2 separate regions of the Mus musculus genome follow, and region 1 is linked to region 2. The links are chromatin contacts, called in public Hi-C maps. All regions are on one chromosome and are shown on one strand. The core of a region is the stretch at or near the end of the contact, and the rest is flanking DNA. Distances in the headings are between cores, read along the strand shown.

What was found. Hi-C and Micro-C count contacts between places; a contact is called where the count stands out from the background.
Region 1: a Hi-C map of uterus shows a contact between it and region 2, with 4 times the contacts expected there. The contact joins two enhancer-like sites. A contact is called at or near these places in 2 of 484 Hi-C or Micro-C datasets (both in uterus) and 3 of 115 datasets of contacts at active chromatin or transcription factors (astrocytes, embryonic stem cells and fibro-adipogenic progenitors).

What each region holds. Positions count from the first base shown.
Region 1 is chr1:168,240,543-168,247,747 of GRCm38.p6, forward strand. The region is part of intron 2 of Pbx1 (pre B cell leukemia homeobox 1); the gene reads right to left. Among named protein-coding and RNA genes, the nearest start is that of Gm51671, 100 kb to the right of the region's middle. Within about 2 kb of position 3,384, at least 19 of the 459 cell types and tissues checked have an H3K27ac peak or open chromatin away from gene starts, as enhancers often do. A contact at or near this core is called in uterus, where this site is marked.
Region 2 is chr1:167,940,070-167,946,851 of GRCm38.p6, forward strand. No RefSeq gene overlaps it. Among named protein-coding and RNA genes, the nearest start is that of Lmx1a, 250 kb to the left of the region's middle. Within about 2 kb of position 2,057, at least 21 of the 459 cell types and tissues checked have an H3K27ac peak or open chromatin away from gene starts, as enhancers often do. A contact at or near this core is called in uterus, where this site is marked.

The DNA of each region.
Region 1 (7,205 bases), core at 2,134-4,633, 300 kb after region 2:
TATCCACTGATGTGGCACGCTGGGTGTATGTACTACACTGAGGAGAGATTCTGCTCTCTGGCCACCAGTGTGTCCCTAAGTAAGGGGCTCAGGACTCTGAAGGTTTTACTTCAGAAACCTTCTTTATGCAAGAAGTCACATGGTCATCCTGACTACCTCTGAGAAAGAAACGTAAGAAGACTGTGGAAGGAGACTGGTGGAAGAAAAAGGCGGGCGGTTAAGGTGGGAAGGTTTGCTCTTATTTTAGGGATACTGCCTTAGTTCAAGGGAGAGGGAAAAGAATAGTGCTGGCAAGAAACAGTGCTGGCTCTTTACTGCTGCCCCTAGGAACTGAGAAGGGAGATAACTGGGAAGCATCCATAGTGATTCGAGACATTCCTACCCAGCAAGCTTTATTGTATTATCCCAAGTACGCAGAGACAAAAAAAAATCTCAGCTCCCTACTTTCATTTATAATTGAACCAAGCCCAGAAGGATGAAGCCCGCGCCATCTGCAACACAGGCTGCATTAGCAGCCGGGAGAATGAAATATTCAAATTACTCTAGGCTACCTCACATGGTGACAGGGCTCAAACACTGACTTGCAACCAGCAAGGAGAGAGCAAGAAAAGAAAGTTCTTTGAGTTTGGTTCGCTTCTTTAAAAAAAAAAAAGATACTGGAAAAATTACAAACAAACTGGTGTTGTCGAGAACCCAGAGAGTGCATTAAAACATGTTAGAGAGAAAAGACCATGGAACAGAGTTCACATCTGAAGAGCACAGGAAAGGGGGGAGGGCAGAAGGGTAGATGAAAGAGGAGACAAGAAAGGAGGGAGGGAAGAAAGGGGAGGGAGAAGGAGGGAGGGAAAGAAAGGAAAGGAGAGAAAGAGAATATGATTTCACCCCAAACTTCACTCGTTTGGAAGCCCTCCAACTTCAGATCCTGGATGCTGCTCCTCCGTGCTTTGCTTCATGTAAATAAGGGGTGCTATTTTTTGGGGAGGGCGAAGTTGGAGCTGCTCGCTCTGATACCGTTAATCAGGGCTGCTGAAATGGTGACACGGTAAGTGGCTCTAGCCCCTAGCAGCAGTCAAGATGGAGTGACAGGCTCCATTTAAGATGTCACTGCACATAATAAAGTGTAAAACTATACTTAAAATAAACGAGATAGAAACAATAAACTTGACTCAGTATTTGAACTTTCACAGACACGCGGAGCCTGCAGGAGGAAGCCGGGGTGGTGGGAGTCTCTGGGAGCTCTGTTTCCACGGGGATTCTCAGGCTGCTGATCAAAACGGGGATCTGGCCAGGCCCACGGGGAGGCAAAGAGGTCCTATCTATTGTGCAAACTGGCATCAGACTCCTTCTTTACGTTTTTGGCCAAAATGCCCTACGATACCAAGGGCTACACAAAGAGTCATGCCTGGTGTCATCTTCCCAGATAGCCCCAGGTAAGTCAGTTTATTATCCACAATCTCCTGATGAGAAAACTCCTTCATGGCCGCAAGCTCTGCGCCCTCTCCCCGTCCACCTGATCCAGGGCAGCCCTGCTGCAGCCTAGCTTCGCCCCATCCAATGTTGTAAAGGCTGCTTGGCCCCAAATTGGAACGATAGGTTTTTTTTTCCCCTCCTCTGGGCCCTGCAATTACTGTGACTTGTGGGGGTGGATTCAATGTCAAAGCAAATGTTTTCCTTATGCTTTTCTTTCTTTTAAAAAGGAGAAAGGAAAAAAAAAAAGAAAGAGAGAAAGATCCTAAATGGGAGCCAGCAGACGAAGCTCCCGAACCAGCCACCCAGGAGTCCACACTAACCAGCAAGGCACCTGGCATTTTCCTGTGCATTAGACTTGGTGACATCAGAGAAAGGAGAAAGTGGCTCTCTTCCCTCCACCTTAAAAAAACAAAGCAAAACCAACCAACCAACCCTGTCTCAGTGCCACATATCAAGGCAGGGCTTGGCATGGACCATCTTAGGTGTGGTTTTTGCTAGATGGTTCTGGTATTTGGGCTCAGCCAAATCAAGCTATAACTGGTGGCCTGCATAATGGTTTCCTCTGTCACCATCCTCTCCCCTGTGAAGTTACACGGCAAGTTACACTGAACTGATGCTCTCTATGAAAATTAATGTATTGTGGTATGAAAAACATTAAACAAAAGCCTATAAGCCACATGGGTTGTTTTTTTTTTGTTGTTGTTGTTGGTTTTTTTTTTTTATGCATATAGTCAATTACTCAGAATGGAGAGACTGGGCCTGCCGTCGCTTTCACATCCAGTGTACATTATCCTAGCTGCTGCTGAGCAGAGGTTTTAGCTGCTCCGCTTTAAAACTTTACTTTCTCTTCACTTGCATTAGGCCTGGCCCTGACTGAGTACCTACTGTATGCTAGGTACAGTGCCCAGAGAACACAGTAGGTACTTAATATATTCCTATAGGATTGACTGCCTACAAAAGATCTTCGTTTCAAGCTTCCTGCTTACTGGTATTAAGGGGTAGGGACATAATCTACTACCACACTTTAGAAGGCACTGTCTAATTATGTATTAGAACTCCCTTGACTGTCATGCATAGTCCCTTGACTGGCCAAGTATAGAAGTTCCAGCAAGGCTGTGGTATATCGATAGAGAAAAAAGGCAGGCAGTATGAGCAAGCAGGCTTCCATGCAACCACTAGCACCAGCAATCACCTTCCTCCCAGCCTGTGCCAGGGACAATTAAGCAGGGACCTTGCATCATCTCTCCTATGGCCTCCTCTCTCGGCAGAGCCAGAATCAATCCCTGGCATCAGGTCACATAGGAAACCTGCCTGTCCAGAGCCCGCCTGCAGCTCAGGATGTCAGTTCCCACGAAGCCACACTGCAGTCGCTCAGAGTGGGAGTTTTATTAGCCATAAGCTGTGACACCATGCATTGATATATTTAAGCAATAATGAACAAGGAAAACGGCGGTTGTCTGAAGCGGCCACCGAAGTGGTAAAAATAACCAACAGCGTTTTGTGAACGCAAGGCTCCAACTCACAGATCAGAGACTCGTCGAGGGAAGAAAATGATGAAGGTTTGAGATGGTAAAATCAGAGGACTCAAGAAAAACTGTTGTAAGATGTACAGTGCCATGCGACCAGGAGCTGGAGATGGTCAAGGATGTTCAGGGACCACTGGAAGGTTTGGAGAACACTCGTCTGTAAGTGAAAATTCAGATACTTTCCATTGTTCTGCCTCCCCTGAAGTCTAATTATCTCCAAAGCCATGGCCTACAGCGTTCAATCACAACAGTAAAAATGTTTTAGTGAGAAACACTAAAAAAAGCTCCGAATATTTACTGGATCCTATCAGATTGGAAGGTTCACCATGGGCAGCCCACAGAGAAGCTAACTATGGCCTTGCGTTGCAGCGTGAATCAGCCTGGTGCTTGACAAAGCCCAGCAAGTCTTCCCGGGTCAACGCAACCTAGTGTGGTCACCCTAATGGAAATGTGCTGGGTTATGGAATACGAAGAGCATGACTTAGAGGTTACAAAAACAAGGCTTCAATGAGCTTGGCAAACGCCTCTCACGAAACCTTTCTCTCCCCCTCAACACTCAATCGACAACAGGTGGGGCATGCTGACTTCACTGGCCAAGCACGCTAAACGGTAATATAGTTTCTATGATTAAAAGGGCCGGTAAGATAACAGCAGATTTTCAAAGTTCAAAGGTGACTTCGGGGTGGCTGGCTGCTGTTTATCTTCTTTTGATCAGCCCTTTGAGTATTCCTAATTTGGTCAAACTTTAGTCGTTAATTAAAAATATGAATCTTCAGTGAATAAGTTCAGGCTTCGATATTGGGGCTCAAACATTATCTTCCGAAAGGCTTTTTACTTCAAAACTTTCCCATCGTGAGAACTGTGTGAAAATTACAGCATTTCCTGGCTTTTCTTCTCTATCCTTTGTGAACTTGACCTTTTAAAGTCTTGGCCATCCCATCAACATCATGGTACATACCTTCTACCATGTTCTGTGTTCCTGAACCAATATATCTTATATATATTCCTCTACCAAACTCTTAGTTCGGGGGGGCGTGGGGCGTGGGGGGCAGTGGACTCTGCCATCTTAGACAGGATCCTAGAAAGAATTGTTCGCCTTGACTGCTAAGTAATCCTCTACACCCTGAGCTTCAAATTACCTACACTTCGCACTGTGGCACTGTGTAGCAGAGCTAAGATAGTTGAACACATCAATAAGTTCTGGCATATAATATCAAAGCTCGATTCTCACTGAGACGGTCGTTACCCAGATTTAAACACTGACGTTTGGATCATATGACTTTCACGTTGCTGTTGACTGTGTTAGAAACTCTCTCAATCCCACAGTGCATCCTTTTGGTTTACATATCAAAAGCCTAAACGCAGATGTATCTTTGTACACAGAATCATAATGTATGTTACCCACATTTCCGTCCTCCATTTCCCCTTAAGCCTTGAACTTAGTGAGCCAAGAAATACACCAGGAATTATCCAATCTGTTTCCCTCTCGTGAGTCAAATCTACAGCAGTGATTTTCCCACTACATAAACTCCTATCTTGAACTATACAATTGATGTCATGCACTACCATAACCCTGTAGGTGACATTAGGCTATCTTGAGATCTTGAAGCCAAGTGCATCTTTTTAAAAATCGCAGCAGAGAGCAAGAAACTGCAAGTTAGAGCATATGTGCACAGCCTCTCTAGACACAAACCTGTAAATTATCTCTCAGAAAAGAAAAAAAGAAAGAAAGAAAGAAAGAAAGAAAGAAAGAAAGAAAGAAAGAAAGAAAGAAAGAAAGAAAGAAAGAAAACTTACAATTTTTAACATGTTTTGCGGTGCTCAAATTAAAATGAGCTTTTCCTTAACAGAAAAATTAAGCTTCTATCTCAGGCCGCTATTTTCCATAAGATTACAAAGGGAGAAAAAAAATCTAGAAAAGTCTTTTGTAGGAAAGACTTGGGGTTCATAGGACAATGTGCGTGCGGAGGGACAGCAGACCAGGTTTTGTGATCAGCCATCCCTGTGCACTGCCATTCATATGATATGACAATGATGGCTTACATCAAAAGCCACAGTGCAAATAATCCCCTTCTCCATGCCATCCACAGCAAAAGCCAGCCCCTAAAACCAGGGGCAGTGTGCCAGCATACACGCTCCTTAGATGCCAGCTCGCCTCTGTGCAATGGATGAAGCAAGGGAGCCTTTTCCCCTCTGAATTGGGTTTTTCAATGAATGCTGACTGGCACCAGGAGGCACCTTGGGCCCCCAGAGCCTTCTTAAAACCCTGGCAGCCTGCCAGAGGAGCTCCAACTTTGCAGCCCAGAGAAAGCCATGTTGGCAGCTTGTCAGGAGCCGGGGAGTTACATGGCGCCCTGGGGGTAATAATATTTTCCAGAACGCTCAAGCTAATAGTCCCATGATGGGCGATTGAAAGGACTGTAGGTATGCTCTTTCCTGTCCTCAGCCTTAGAGTTCTCATCCATCTCTGCAAAGTGCTGAAGCATGCCCTGCGACCTCTGTGGCAGTTAGGGACACCGCCCTTTGTTTTGTTTCATTTACTGTGTTCTATCCAAGCCCAGTCCGGCTTCTACTTATTACCATGCTTCAAATCCATTTTGTTGAGGAAAAAGATAATAAATGTTAATGTAGTTTGAAGCAGAGTGCACCTTTTATCTTTAAAGGAATAGAATTGTGTATCCATAAATGTATTGTTTAAATTCACCCAAGTTCTGTAGGATCTCTGGCTCGCGTAAATTGGATGACAAGGGATCTTCAGTCAGTTATGTTTCTTAGGGTAGCTGAGAGAAAGAGGGTAGATGGACAAGTTTCTTGTTCTTTTACCAAAGATCTGGTGAGAGGCAAGCTGTATCCCCTATGCCCAAATCCACCTTTAGTCTCTTAAAATCTTATCTCTAAAACTCTTAGTCTCGTCGGGATGGCTTTGACATTTTAACATCACGGTAGCTGGACAGTGATGTAATGTGAGGCTCTGTGTATTTTAATTGTTAGAAAGGCAAAGGCAGAATATCCAAGTACAGTGTTTTAAGCTTAAGAGAGAGCGAGAGAGAGAGAGAGAGCTCCCTAGTGTGTCACCATCCAGGTGTGTTGAGCTATTTCAAAGGTTGTGACATATGAGCACAACAGGCTGAAATCATCATGATGATGATAACAATAATAACAATAGCCCATAAACTCACGTGTGTTCATTTGTAATCTCTCCTTCTTTCCCTTTCTCTTTCCCACAGCACCCTCTATTTTAGAACAATAAACTGAATTTTAGCCACTCTAGCAAAACGTGGGTAGCCATGCCATGTGAATAGACAATAATAACTCTTCCAGTCCCTGCAATGCAACTGAACTGAAAGCCACATACAGGTTGATGCCAGTTTTACGTGTTGAAACAAACCAGTCACTCTTTCTCCCGCTAAGCAGTTAAATTAGAGAGTATTCAATTAATAACAGCTGAATATTCTGTCACATTTAGGAAGATGTATGGTAAGACAAGCGAGTTGTGATGTATCTGACAGAAATGATAAAGGCTCTCCCGACACAGTCTGGCAGATACTTGGCTCCTGCCGCGGCTCTTTCTCATGTTCTAAAACGTCAGCAGCACAGACCCAAGATCCAGCACTGGCTTCAAGGAAAGAAACATTCCAAAGTGAACAGGGAGGCCTTTGCCAAGTTCCCGAAAGGTGCCTTCTCTGCCTGTTTGCTAGGACCCATGTTCCTGTCCACAGGCCAGCAGGGCAGCAGGATTGACAGCCACAGGCACCAGTGCCCTGAACCCCCAGCCCTTGCTCAGTCTCCTCTGGCAGAGGTCAGTGTGTCCAGAGACCTGGCCACCCAGTAACCAAGGGGCTCCCTTTTTCCATTTGCACACTAAACAAGACGAAGAGCAATGACCTGGTCCCCAACGTGGTCAGGGTAATCCCTCCTGTCTTGGGCTCTTGCAGGCTGCCTGGGGGCCACCTTCTGAGAGCCAGAAAACTGCTCTCAGTACATTCCTGGCAGCTCCTGACCCTGAGCCTCTATTCACATTCCTTCACAAAACGGCCCAGGCTCAAATTGAAAAGGAAATAAAAGAGACCACAATAAAATTGCTAACATACGGAGTAACAGAGTGATCTGTGACACAATTCTGCTCCATGTTTTCCTTTCCCTTCAAGGACAGCTGGGCAGCCACTGAGGCCTGTGGACAAGGATCCATGATCATTTCCAATGTTCAGA
Region 2 (6,782 bases), core at 807-3,306:
TTAAGGACTATTCTTTGCCCTCTTGTGTTGCTGCGGTAAAATCTAAGAGACACTGTCCAGAGCTCCACCTGGTACCCCGGCTACCCTATCATTCTGACGCTCCAAGAATCCCCGTTTTCTTTTGGCCACCCTTGTGTTCTCTGAGATGCCTTGTCTGCCATTTCAAGATGGGATCACTGTCCTTTGGAAACAGCACAACCATTACTGTCTTAAAACCAAAGCAGCTTTGAGTACCCACACCAGCCCTCACATTGGGCCTATTAGCTTTGCCCTGTGAAAGGGAAAAGAAACTCAAAAGCCTCATGAAGTGCTCACTAGACTCTGTGAGATAGGAATACTCTCTTCACCTGAAATACCTAAGTGGTTAACAGTTTCTGGCGAATGGAGATATTCCTAGGTGGAGTAGCTGCCCATAAATTTCTCATGATCCTGTAGGTAACTCTAATAAAGTTATTATTATTACCAAATTGGACTTGGATGAAATGATTTCTTTGGTCTGGCATTGGTGGACTATGTGGAGTGAATACATATTTGTTCATGTATCCCAAGGAAAATAACACATTGTCCACACAGAAGGACACGAAGATAGCACAGCTTCAGGTCACAGAGAACATCTGGTTAAGAGACTCTTATGCTCCCAGGAGGGTCCAGGTCACCGGGGAATCTGCCAGGTTCTGTCCTCTGGGATCTTCAGGAACTTGTGATGTTTTGTTTCCTGTTAGCTTCTGTGGCTAGGCTTCGTGTGGCTAGGCTGGTAGATATCCTAAGATGCAGTGAGCAGTTCAGGAGACCCCGTTCTGTCCCCACCAACTTTGTTCATGAATGCCTTTTTTTGCGAAAGGTCAGTGTTCAACGAACCTAGAAACAATTCTTTGCTTTACCGGATATTTTTTACTGTTTCATTTTTAAAACATCATGGCCATCACCGTCGTCATCATCATTATTATTGTGTGTTGAACACGCAGAGGTCAGAAGACGACTTCGTGAGGTCAGTTTGGTTTTCTCTTTCCATCTTTATTTACATGGAATATAGGGCACAAACTAGGATTGGCAGGTTTGTGCTGCATGCATCTTTACCCACTGAGCAGCCTGGCCAATGTTTAATCATAACAATAAAGACAACAGCTACAGTAGCAGCAGCAAAAACAACAACAGCAACAATAGCAACATCAACAAAAATAACAACAGCAGCAGCAGCAACAACAATAACACCAACAGCAGCAGCAACAACAATAACACCAACAGCAGCAACAACAACAACAACACCAACAGTAGCAACAACAAGGACGACAACAACAAAATAACAGCAACAGCAGCAGCAGCAACAACAACAAGTGCCCCACAGCAGCAAAACCAGCCGTACCTTCAATACCAGGACAGATGGTCCTTGACTTATGATGTCTCGTGTATGAGGGCTGAACTTTACAGCATTGTAAAAGTGATGTGAATTCAGCAGAAAGCATGCTTCACATTTCAAATTTTTGATCAATTCCTTGGCTAGTGACAGGCATCATGACCCCGTCTCCAGGTTGGACAGTGTCAGTCAGCCGCAGCTCCCAGTCAGCCAGAGCATCAGCAGCATCGTGAGGAAAAACAACTGACAATGCTCAGGCAGTTGCTAAGCTGTGACATTTGGCAGTTAGGATTAAATGCACTCTGACTTCTGGCATTCTCACTATGATGTATCTATCGGCTCGGCCAGCACCTCTGAATGGTACCATCCCAACTGGTGCATTAATGCCTGTCCTTTTTCTAGCTTATCTGTCATTAGAGTCAAGGAACTTTATGTTCTAGGATACTCAGATCTGGATATTCACATACTTAAATACAGATTGCCTTGCTTTATCTAATTGACTAATTTAAATTTTTATTTTGTTTTAAAAATCACTTCCTTTGTATTTTTTTTGTAATAAGTACTTTTGTTGACTATTTCAAAATTACACAAATAGATACAATATGTTGAATACAAATAGCAAAAAGGAGTAGAATGTGACTGACACAGGGTGGTTAAGAGACATTTAAGGCTCAAGCGATTGATGCAATTTCACAAGAAATCCACTGGATGGCGCAAGAATCTCATGCAAATACGTCAGGGGTGGCTACTAGAGAATTCCATTTCTCTCACATTAAATCAAAAGTGATACAAATTGTTGTAAAAGGTGTGCATCTCCCCCACATCCTCACAAGGGATTGTATTTTTCTCCTTTTTTTTTTTGGCCTGTGTGTTGGCAAGGCACTAGTCTCCTGTATTCACGGTCAGAGCCGGCCCCTGAGTCTGTTTTCCCTAAGGTTCAATGCCAAGCCTTCAGACGTGGCCAGTTGCGCGGGGAAAATGACTGCTTTAGCTTTGGTAAAAATCTGAGGAGCAGAATTTTGAAGAATGAGAATTAAAGCTGTACTCCACACTGTGTTGAAGTTTGCCATACCAGCGTTACCGGCTCTGGGACAAACAGCACTGTCTTCTCCCCAGCGTAAAACACAGCATTAATATTAACATGGAGAAAGGGCCAAGCAAGAGAAACTGCATTGATGCTTTTATTCATTTATTTATCAGAGCAAAACTATTTTGTGTATGTGTATATGTGTTTGGTCATGTATATATGTATTCCGTGTGTGTGTGTGTGTGTGTGTGTGTGTGTGTAGGTCAGAGGTTAATGTCCAGTAGCTTCCTCAGTTACTCCCTTTGATGTCTTGTTTTGTTTGTTTTCATGGTGAATAATGTGTAGTTAAGATCAATAGCTGTTTGGAGTGTAGCTCAGTGCATGGGGCCCTGGGTTCAATCCCTAGCACCTCTAACTACAAGTCTATCTTTGGGGCTGGAAAGAAACTTCAGTGGTTACTATTGCATCCTGCTCATACAGAGGACCCAAGTTCAATCCCCAGCTATCAACCACCTGTGACCCCAGCTCCAGGAATCTAGTGCCCTCTTCTGGCCTCTGTGAGTGCCTGTGATCAATTGTGTAAACAGGTGGACACCACATAATTAAAATAAACCTTTGTTTTTTTAAGTAAAGAATTATCCGCGGGATTTAACTGGATTTCAGTGGAGCTGGAACTCCATTTAAGTGCTCCCAGATTTGTTGGCAATAGCTAGAGGACCATAATCAGGAGTCAGACGGACTTGTGCCTTCTTCTCCCCGCCAGCCTGATTGATTCTGGTTATTCCAACATAGAATTTCTTCCCAGCCTGGGGCTTATTGGCCTTGGCACCTATGACGAACAAAGTGTGTCATTGTCTTTGTCTGACATGGCTGACTTGGCAGTCAGGGGAAACTGGATGACGACATAGTGGTCGAGTTTGTTTTTCCTGGACATACTCTTGCCAAGGGCATTTGGACCACATCCAGAGTGGCCCTGCCTTGGGCTGCCAGAAAGTGGGTGACATGTACCCCTTCTCTTTTTTGTGACTGTGGACGTCTTTCTGCACCACTTTCTCGATCACGAGAGACTTTGGCTCGGAAGCTTTTGGTCTTCACTTTCATGGTTGTATTGGTCTCCACCTTAGTTTTGAGGCAGGGTCTCCCACTAAGCTTGCCAATTCCCCAACACTGCTGAGCTCGCCAGCCCCAGGGACTCCTCATGTCTGATGCCTCTGCTCTGCCCAACTGTGTATGCTTCTGAGAATCGAACTCTGGTCCCTATGCCTTTAGGGCAAGCACTTTAGCAACTGGGTCGTCTCCCAGCCTGGAAAAGTTATTTTATTTTATTTTATTTTATTTTATTTTATTTTATTTCATTTTATTATTCAGAGCATCTTCCAGATCTTAACATACTGTAGAGGCCTCAGCTGCCCGAGGTCAGGCAAGGGAAGGAGCCCTCACAATTGAAATCTGTCTCTTTTGTGTCTCACACAGCTCCTCGCCTAGGTTTCTATCCACATTTATAAGTGTGAAATGAGTGCGCAGAGCAGTTTCTGAGGTTTATTGGAAGAAACGGAGGCTGTGTAAAAAGCACAGACTGGGAACATGATGCAAAGTGGGAAGAAGCAGCTACGGTTCAAGGTCCTGGGTTCCTCAGGCTGGGGAGGCAGAGAGGCCCAGGGCAGAGACAAAATACTTGGGAAGCTCGAGGCTCCGCTCACGACCAGGTGGACCGCTCATCGTGGTGGATGCTGAAATGTTTACTATACAAACAAACACCCAAATTTGCTTTTATTTTATTTTCTAATTTCATCTGTTGCGATGCTTCACACTGCACACTTTGCTTAGAGCAGGTTAATTGCAGGATTACAAGGATGTGCGGAGGCCAGGGATTGATTATGCATGGCTCAAGCCTCCTTTGCTAAAGGAAGGTCATTTCATAATCTAAAACCATCAGCCCCTGCTGTTCCCCAAGAACTGTACCAGTTCCATTCCAAAGGTTTGCCTGCTTTAGACATAGGAAGTAGCCAAAGAAGCCCCACCCACAGAAGCTAGAGACCAGAGGTAATCAGCAGCTTCCACAGACATAGAACACCACTAAGTGTCTCCCTCATTCTTTCTTTTCTCCCAGGCTAGGATCTACCCAGCTAGCTCATGGTTGAAACCAGCTTGAAATTGACTGGCTTTTGTAAGGTTTTTGCACTTTGTTGTAGCTTCCATGTCTTTATCTCCAAGGAGCTTTTGGCAATGTCTGGGGGCACTCTGACACACATTTGTCAATAATGAAATAGGTAGGACACTATTGGCATTGAGTGGGCCAAGTCCGCGGGTGCTGCTTCGGAAGCCATATGCAAAACAGCCCTGAAACAAGAAAATATGAAGAGGAGAAGAGGTTGGAATGCTCAGTGGTCAAGAGTACTGAGGCTCTTCCAGAGGTCCTGAGTTCAATTCTCAGCAAACACATGGTTGCTCACAACCATCTAAAATGTGATCTGATGCTCTCTTTTGGCATGTAGGTATACATGCAGATAGAGAACTTATACATAAAATGAATAAATAATAAATGAATAAATCTTTAAAAGGGGGTACCTGGAGAGGTGGCTCAGTGGTTAAAAGCATACTGTCTGCTCTTCCAGATGTCTTGAGTTGAATTCCCAGCAACCACATGGTAGCTCACAACCATGGGATCTGATGTCTTCTTCCAGTGTGTCTGAAGACAGAGACAGTATACTCATGTACATAAAATAAATAAATCCTTTGGAAAACAAAGAAAAGAAAATACTCGGCTCAGATATCAACAGTAAGGAACATTAGAAACCCTGGTTTGACTGGAACACGGTCAGGTTTATTTCTGTACTGTATCTAGCTTCTACAATATGCCATGACAATGATATTAAGCAGCTAAGACCAAAATACTCTGGTCTCCAAATCCTGTCATATTTTCTGCCTGCCCCTATCTGACAGAAGTGCTATGGTCCCCGAGACCTAAAACATTTCTGTCTGTCCCAGGAAAATGTTTCTGATTTGAATCGAGAGCATCCTTTAAGAACTTCACACAAACAAGAAAAAGAGTATTCTGAAAATGTGTCTCGCTATATCAAATATCCCTCAGCAATCCGTTGTTTCTACCACATCTGGTGTTGTATTTTAGTTCCATGGCTTTCCCATTACCCCTCTATCATATCTTTTTTATTCTAAAGCCTCTTCCAGGCACTGAGCTAAGCCTGCTGCCATTAGAAGGCTGTGTGTTTCCTACTCCTTGGGGGGCCTGTAGCCCAGAGGGGGAGGCGGATATTAATTAAACCATCACCCTAATGAATGTATGATGACAAACCATGATCAGAACTCAGAGGCGGGAGACAGCTCTGATGACAGTTGACTGGGGCTCCGGGCATATGGAAGTTAAGTAGACTAAGACTGTGTGAATGTGTTTGTGGTGTGTGTGTGTGTGTGTGTGTGTGTGTGTGTGTGTGTGTGTGTGAGCTGAATATGTGTATGGGGAGGAGTGGGGGGTTAGCTTGGGGAAGAGGTGGCTCTGTGAGTCCGGCAACCTGGAGGAGAGTGGAACACTGGCGGATGAAGGATCCAGCGATGTGCTAGTGGGAAGTTGGTGAGGACCCAAGAAAAACCACGCAAGCCAGATGGTGTGCTGAGTCTTATCCTAAGAACGTCAAAGCAGAGAGAAGCCACTGAAGGATCTGGGAGGAGACTTGATCAGATTTGCATATGAAGTTCCTAGATTGTCAGACAAGGGAGAAAAAGTTGAGCTCGTTAAAAACTGAGCTATTTTGAAAACAAGTTAGCTGATTGATTAACTTTTAAAGACCCAATTAAGCTTTTGTGTCATCGTTTCCCGCCTTTATACCTGACAGAGTTTGAAAAGGGGCCACGTTCAAATATGATCGTCTTCCTTTTCAAAGAAGCAGGTTTCTGAGCAGAGGTGCAGCTGGAATTTACCCGACTGCGATTTCTAAGGTCATATTTCCTTTGAAGATCAGTTGAATATTTATGTGTGTGTGTAGAGGTGTTGGTTTTTGATGTTGCTAACATTTCCAATTCTCATGGTGAGTTCAAACTTCTCTAAGACTTTTAAAACATGCTTGCCAAAGAACCAGAATCGATAGCTCACCAAATAAATTCTCTGTGATGTCGACCATTTTTTCCTGTGCATATTGTGTTTTTTTTTAAAAAAAAAAAACAATTTTAATTTTCCTCTTCTCTCCTCTGCATGGTGGATCGTAGCTATTGCATTATGTTTTATTACTGTCTGGAACTTGTCTTTTATCAGTAAGGCCTTTGAAGATTCAAGTCCCAACCTTTCTTTGTGAATAAACTCAACCCAATACTCCACTGTGTGGGTTGTGAATTGGTATTTGTTACCTTGAACTTGTGACCTTCCTTTCTCAAACAAGTATTTCTACC